Regions from separate parts of the Macaca mulatta genome. Here region 1 is linked to region 2. Evidence: chromatin contacts called from public Hi-C data. All regions are on one chromosome and are shown on one strand. Each heading gives the region's core, a stretch centred on a gene start, on an enhancer-like site or on the middle of the called end of the contact. The rest is flanking DNA. Distances are from core to core; before and after follow the strand shown. Region 1 overlaps PAH (phenylalanine hydroxylase). Region 2 has its middle 49 kb from the start of DRAM1.

Region 1 (3,725 bases), core at 805-3,304, 900 kb before region 2:
CGTTTCAAATAAATAAATACTAAAATATATGCAATATATACAAATATAATTGTGTGTATACATGTAAATTTTACAATTGTATGCAATTTTATACAATTGTAATTTTATATTATAAAAATATATCCATTTTTTATTGTTCCATTATACCCCAATAAAGATGGGATTTTTAAAAAAGAATTTAAAAAAGAGCATCCCCATAACTTTCCATTTCCTTTTTTTTTTTTTTTTTTTTTTTTTGAGACAGAGTCTCGCTCTGTCGCCCAGGCTGGAGTGCAGTGGCGCAATCTCGGCTCACTGCAAGCTCCGCCTCCCGGGTTCACGCCATTCTCCTGCCTCAGCCTCCTGAGTAGCTGGGACTACAGGCGCCCGCCACCGCGCCCGGCTAGTTTTTTGTATTTTTAGTAGAAACGGGGTTTCACCGTGGTCTCGATCTCCTGACCTTGTGATCCGCCCGCCTCGGCCTCCCAAAGTGCTGGGATTACAGGCGTGAGCCACCGCGCCCGGCATAACTTTCCATTTCCTTATGCTTCTTTATTCTTCTTCTTCAAGAATTTCCTTACATCGTCACGTATTTATATTTACTTATTTCGTGTTGCCCCTGCCAGAACGTAAGCACCACAAGGATGAAGACTCCCTTGTATGCACCCCCCAGTGCTTTGTGCTTAGTATGCAGGAGGTACTCAGTACATATTTGTGGAATCTCCTTTGGTGATTCTAAGGGTCGCCTAAGTAAGAAGGGGGTGCAGCAAGAAAGGACTTGGCCTGCCTTATTTCTGGGGCCAGCAGTTACTGACAGAATTATGAATGATTCCCAGGCAAAAGAGAAATGATGAATGAATGGAGCCAGGCTTCCTCCACAGTGCGGGGATGGGGTTATCCGTGGTGCTGAACACCGAGGAGAGAAGTTAGGCCCCCTTGTCCAGGTGGGTGCCAGTCATTGAAACCCCGCAGTGGAAATGTCCTGGAGAAACAAGAAAGATCTTAAAGAAGATCCTGAGCCCTGGATGACTCTGAAGTGCTGATTCCTTTCTCAAGGCCTTGCAAACCTGGGTGGGAAAAACCCCCATTCTTGGCACTGACAACAGAGGTTCAGTGTGCAATACAAATGCTGGACCCACAGAGGAAGGAGAGCTTGGGGAGGAGTGTAGGTGACAAGGTGGGAAGCCACGTTCCTCACCAAGTGAGCAGAGCATGGTATTGAGTCACCCGAGACTCCAAAGTTTCAACAGTTGGGACCAAGGAGATCTATCAAGAGACTTGCCCTCACTGTTCCTCAGTTTCTTCATCTGTAGAATGGGATAATAATAATACCTACCTCAAAGGACTGTTGCAGAAATTGAAGGGGGTAGCATATGTGAGATGTTTAGGGCAGTGTCTGATACACAGCAAGTACTACAGAAGTGTTACCTGGAACGATGGCTGCAGCATCTGCTTCTGTTCTTGCTGTCCATAGGGAGCCAATCTGGAAAAGAGGGCTGGGCTTTAGGGCCATGGAAACCTCTGGGCAGGAAATCTGGCTTCAGAGCCAGCCCTCCTTATCAGTATGCTCTGCCACCTTCCCATGAGTGGCAGGATGGATTGGCGATCAAGACCAGAAGCCAGGGAGTCAGCTGGACCTGTATTTGAATCCTGACTCCACTGTTTCTTAGCAGTGTGTGTATTTGGGTTTGCACTAAACCTCTCTGTACCTCAATGTCCTCGTCTTTAAAATAGGAATATTAATAGTACCCAGCTCACAGGTAAAATATTTAGAACACCATTCTGTGTTAGTTTTATTGCTAACATGGGTGGTAGAGAGCCTAGGCTCCTCAGCTCTGCAGAAACCAGGGTCTAAATGGACCTTGATGAACTGCTGGAATCAGCTCTCCTTGTTTTGCTGTAATGCAGCTGCTGCTCCTCCTGAGGCTCCTGTTTAGATCATGGATGGAATTTCCCCAGATTGGCCACTAGATGGCACGCATGCTCTTTCCTGTCCCATCTAAGTAGGTCAGAATCATGAATAATGGGTATCAGATGGAAAGTCGTGTTTTATGTGCCAGACGCTGAGCGGCGCCCTTTGCCTGTTTTCTCATCACTGCCCACAGCAGTCCTCAGATTCAAAGAGCTACTCCACCAGAAATGCTACACCAGAAGTGCCTGGCACATGGGAAGGCTTCAAAAACACATTTGCGGTTCTTCCTATAGTTGTGTATCCCAGCTGTTTTATTCCTCCTCCTCCTGGAGGAGGAACTGAGACACAGAGAAGATAAGTAGGCAGATGGAGCCCGGGTTCTAAGCCAGACCGGATGCTGATTGGAAGTTCAGCATCTTCCCCTCAACCTCATTTCAGGGGAAGTTTGGAAGCCTTGTGCTCACTTCAGGGTTCCCACCACATCTATTTTGGCTCTCTGGATTCTTTTTGAATCTACCATTTTCTTAGTCCTGGTGTGATCTTAAACCAGCTATTTAAAATTTTAGAGCCTCAGTTTCTTACCCGCGCAAGAGGGGTTATCATGCCTTCCTTATTTTGGAGGTACCTCAGAAATAGCAACTGTACCAAAGCAGGCCCTCTGGATGGTGGTTACTGCTGTCAATACCTTAAATGTTAACATAACCAGGGTGAATCCATTAGTTCCTTCCTTCACTCCTTTCTTCCCTCCGTTTCTTCCTTCCTTCCTTATCTTGTTTTCTCCCTCCTTTCTATCCTTTTCTTCCCTCCCTCTCTTCCCTCTTCCTTCCTTCCTTCTTTTTCTCTTTATGCCTGGTACAACAAAGTACCCATGGTTTCTGCCCTCATGAAACTTACAGTCCAAAATGCCCTTGTCTCTGTTCATTCCTGGGAAATTTTCACCTGCAATGTGTCTTGTTTCCTGTAACCTACAGGGACGTCGGTGCTGCCACCTGCCCTTCTTCCTGGGCCCCTCTCTCTGCAAGACCCAGGTGTTGTAGTTCACCCTACTCAAGCCCAACCCCTTCCCCACTACACTGGCTCAGAAGCAAGTCTGAAATCCTTTAGGTGCTGCAAGGCATCTTCAGATCCCAACTACCTGACTCCGTTCGCTCTGCTTCACAATGGCTTTCTAACTGGCTTTGCAATCAAAAGATTTTGCTGCAGTGCCTGGGGCCTTTGGGAGGGAAACACATAATGGGAAGATGGGATCTCATGAACTTGTTTACAGTAGAACAGTCTGGTTTTATATAATTTATATTTTGGGCCTATATGTAATATTCTGCTGCGAAGGCCGGACACAGTGGCTCATGCCTGTAATCCCAGCACTTTGGAAGTCCAAGGGGGTGGGTCACCTGAGGTCAAAAGTTCGAGACCAGACCAGCCAACATGGTGAAACTCTGCCTCTACCAAAACTATAAAAATTAGCCAGGCGTGATGGCACGCACCTGTAATCCCAGCTATTCGGGAGGTTGAGGCAGGAGAGTCGCTTGAACCCAGGAGGCAGAGGTTGCGGTGAGCTGAGATCACGTGCCACTGTACTCCAGCCTGGGTGACAGAGGGGAAAAAAAATTCTGCTACTAAAGAAAACCATCAAAGAAAACTACCATGACGGGTGGGAGGGAGATGAATTTTGAGATAATTCAGAGAACATCTCCATGAAAGATAATGTATTTGGGAATGGGTTTTAAAACTGGTTTCTAAGGAAAACGGAGTTTAACTTTTAAATGATAGTAATTTGGGGGTTATCTGAAAGCCAGCCCACTTGCCATCACCATTGACTGGGATTCCCGCTTCT
Region 2 (3,770 bases), core at 995-3,494:
GAAGAAAGAAGAAAAAGGAAAAAAGATTCCCAATAAAAATATTCAAGTGAAAAGGTTCTAAAGGCAAGATAACATTTGCAAAATAACAGATGGATTTCCCAACATCCCACTCACTGGAATTTCTCCTAGAGATTTCCTTGCACATGTGTGACATGATGTATGTACAAAGGCATCTACTTGTAATTGCAAAAATTTGGAAACCATGTAATTGCTCATCAAATAGGGAACTTGTTAAATAAATGATGGCACAGCCATACAATGGAATACTGTACAGGTATAAAACAAAGCAAATTAACCTTAAAAATGAGGGAGATCTCTATGCATTGATAAAGGAAACATCTCCAAGATACATTGCTATGTCAAAAAAGACTCAAAACCGGTTGTACAGTATACTATATTTGGGATAAAAATGAAAAGGGAAACATGTTAAAATATTTGTTTTGGCTTGTATTTTCATAAAAATCTGATAAAAAGTGGATATCTAGGCTGAGCACAGTGGCTGACACCTGTAATCTCAGCACTTTGGGAGGCCAAGGCAGGCGGATCACTTGAGGTCAGGAGTTTGAGACCAACCTCACCAACATGGTGAAACCCTATCTTGACTAAAATACAAAAGTTAGCTGGGCATGGTGGTGGGCATCTGTAATCCCAGCTACTCAGGAGGCTGCGGCAGGAAGAACTGCTTGAACCCAGGAGGCATAGGTCGCAGTAAGTGGAGATCATGCTACTGCACTGCATGATCATCATGCACAGGAAGACTCTGTCTCAAAAAAAAAAAAAAAAAAAAAGGCCGGGCGCGGTGGCTCAAGCCTGTAATCCCAGCACTTTGGGAGGCCGAGACGGGCGGATCACGAGGTCAGGAGATCGAGACCATCCTGGCTAACACCGTGAAACCCCGTCTCTACTAAAAATACAAAAAAAACTAGCTGGGCGAGGTGGCGGGCACCTGTAGTCCCAGCTACTCCGGAGGCTGAGGCAGGAGAATGGCGTAAACCCGGGAGGCGGAGCTTGCAGTGAGCTGAGATCCGGCCACTGCACTCCAGCCCGGGCTACAGAGCAAGACTCCGTCTCAAAAAAAAAAAAAAAAAAAAAAGAAGTGGACATCTGCAAGGAGAGAGTGAATTAATTGAGTAAATGCAGGTAGGGAAAAGCAAAAAGGCTTTTCACAGTATACCTTTTCATATTGTTTTGAGTTTTGAATTGTGAAAATATTACTCAAATTTTTTGAAATAAAAACAAATGGTTCACAGGGTGAGGATTGTGAGTGGGGGCAGCTGAATCCACTTATGTAAAAATGATCTTTCCTCTGAAGGCAAGTCTGTACTGAAAAAAGAAAACTGCAAAAGAAAAAAAAATGAAATAAAAATGACTCCAGATGATAGTAGTTTACTGTATTTTCATATTAGGGGAACTCTTGTGTATCTGTTATCAGTCAGGACTCTTACAGGTCTAATCATCTGTAATCTAACTCCAGTTTATTGAAGTTAGAGACTTTTATCAACTCATGTAACTGAGACATCCAGAGGTGGAACTGGCCTTGAGGATGGTGGGGCACAGAGCAGTGCTTGTTGCTGAGGAACTACCTAAACCTCAGGCTTTCTGGGCACCCTACACCACCTTGTCTTAAACCACAAGACAGACTATTGACATCTTCTTCAGTATTTTCCAAGCATGGACTTTGGCGGTCACTGCCAACTCCAATATGGGTCTGGAAACCTGCTACCCTTCATTTTAGAAGATGAATCTGGGGCCAGGCACAGTGGCTCACGCCTGTAATCCTAGCACTTTGGGGAGCTGAGGTGGGTGGATCACCTGGGGTCGGGAGTTCGAGACCAGCCTGGCCAACATGGTGAAACCCCGTCTCTACTACAAATACAAAACTTAGCTGGGTGTGGTGGCATGCGCCTGTAATTCCAGCTACTTGGGAGGCTGAGGCAGGAGAATCGCTTGAACCCAGGAAGCGAAGGTTGCTGCGAGCCGAGATCATGCCATTGCACTCCAGCCTGGGCGACAAGAGCGAGACTCCATCTTAAAAAAAAAAAAAAAAAAGAAAAGAAAAGAAGATGAATCTGCTGGGAGTGACCAAGGAGAGTCAGAAAATTCCACTCCAGGGCTTGAGGCTGTGGTTGCTCTCTTGTGCAACAGACATGATGCAGATGCATGACATTCTGGACTGGAGAATGTGGGGCATTCAGAGCCAGACCAAGAGTATGTGTGTGGGGAGACGGCTGGGCTTACTGGCTTGCCAGAATCAGGCAGTGGGAGAGAATGGGATACCACTTATCTTCCTCCCACTGCCCTTTCCTCATTCCAGGCCCAAACACCAGACTAGTATGTCTCCAACTGAGTAAAAATGGGAACATGGGACAATGCCACATGTAAGGGATGTTAGGAAACCCAAACACAGCACAACACTGATGCACTTAATTTGGTTTATAAAATGCAATTTCTGTGGAATCCTCTGTGTTAGTGTTAAAAAAAAAAAAAAAAAAAAAAAAAAAAAAAAAAAGACCCACTTGATTAGAAATCAGGAAAACTGATTCTAAGTAAGAGAGACTAAATAATAAAACAACTTTTAAAAAATATAAACATAACTTTGGAGTTAACATAAGGTTTTTGTATTATCTAAATGGCTTATTTACTTTCAAATTTGAAAAGGTTATTAGCAAGTATACTTTGGTTTACTGTGAAGCGAGTTAGGTTGGCTTTTGGGCGGGGAGGGTATGAAGGGAAAAGGGGTTTTAATTTCACAGTGGAATCTGCTTTTTGTCTGTTAGAGACCCATTTCCACCCCTTTCTTCTGAGAAACAACTTTCACTCACCATCAGCCCGCTAGTTTTGGTGGTGTTGACCCCTCCCTGCTCCAGGGGTGAACATGTGATTCATATCTCACCAATCAGAGCCTCAGACCTCCCAATGGCATGTGATCTAAGCCAGCCAATCAGAGACAAGTCATGGGCATGTGGTTGGAACTGTTGAGAAGTCCTTTCTTTCCCCCTCTTTTTCTGGATGATGTGTGTCTGGGGGTTGTAGATGCCCTCTCACTTCCACCAGGGGAAAGCCTGCTTGAGAATGAAGCCAGCTGAGAGGAGGAAAGAGAAGATGGAGTCCTAATGGCACATTTAGATCCAGCCACCCATAAAGCCAGTTCCACTCCTGAATGTCTCAGTTACTTGAGGCAATATAGATTCCCTTTTCCTCTTCTTGTTGGATTTCTGATTCCCTTTTCTCCTTCTTGTTGGATTTCTGATCTCTTCATCTCTCAATCTTGACTGACATAAACTTCTGATGCTAACGTTTGAGAATCTACGAAGATGAACCAATCGTGCCCACATGGAAAACTACATGACTTAAGAAAGCATAAGGTTTAAATCGTAATCATACCTTTATGAAGTCCAAATGGATCTGTAGTCCCAGCACTTTGGGAGGCCGAGGCGGGCGGATCATGAGATCAGATCAAGACCATCCTGGCTAACACGGTGAAACCCCGTCTCTACTAAAATACAAAAAATTAGCCGGGCGTGGTGGCAGACGCCTGTAGTCCCAGCTACTCGAGAGGCTGAGGCAAGAGAATGGCTTGAACCCGGGAGGCGGAGGCTGCAGTGAGCCTAGATTGCGCCACTGCACTCCAACCTGGGCAACAGGACGAGACTCAAAAAAAAAAAAAAAAAATTAAAATAAAGAAATATTTCATTTAACTCTTTCAGCCATGAGGTCCAAGGAAATGCAAGTTCATGGAAATTAGAAATAATACCAAAATGTGAATAAGA

The links. A called contact is a pair of places that touch in the nucleus more often than the background predicts.
Region 1: a contact with region 2 is called in a Hi-C map of fetal cortex germinal zone, with 3 times the contacts expected there. The contact joins two enhancer-like sites. A contact is called at or near these places in 5 of 14 Hi-C or Micro-C datasets (cortical neurons, fetal cortex germinal zone, fetal cortical plate and 2 more).

The regions. Positions count from the first base shown.
Region 1 is chr11:110,145,835-110,149,559 of T2T-MMU8v2.0, reverse strand. The region is part of intron 3 of PAH (phenylalanine hydroxylase); the gene reads left to right. Among named protein-coding and RNA genes, the nearest start is that of PAH, 37 kb to the left of the region's middle. Within about 2 kb of position 2,054, at least 7 of the 40 cell types and tissues checked have an H3K27ac peak or open chromatin away from gene starts, as enhancers often do.
Region 2 is chr11:109,243,720-109,247,489 of T2T-MMU8v2.0, reverse strand. No RefSeq gene overlaps it. Among named protein-coding and RNA genes, the nearest start is that of DRAM1, 49 kb to the right of the region's middle. Within about 2 kb of position 2,244, at least 2 of the 40 cell types and tissues checked have an H3K27ac peak or open chromatin away from gene starts, as enhancers often do.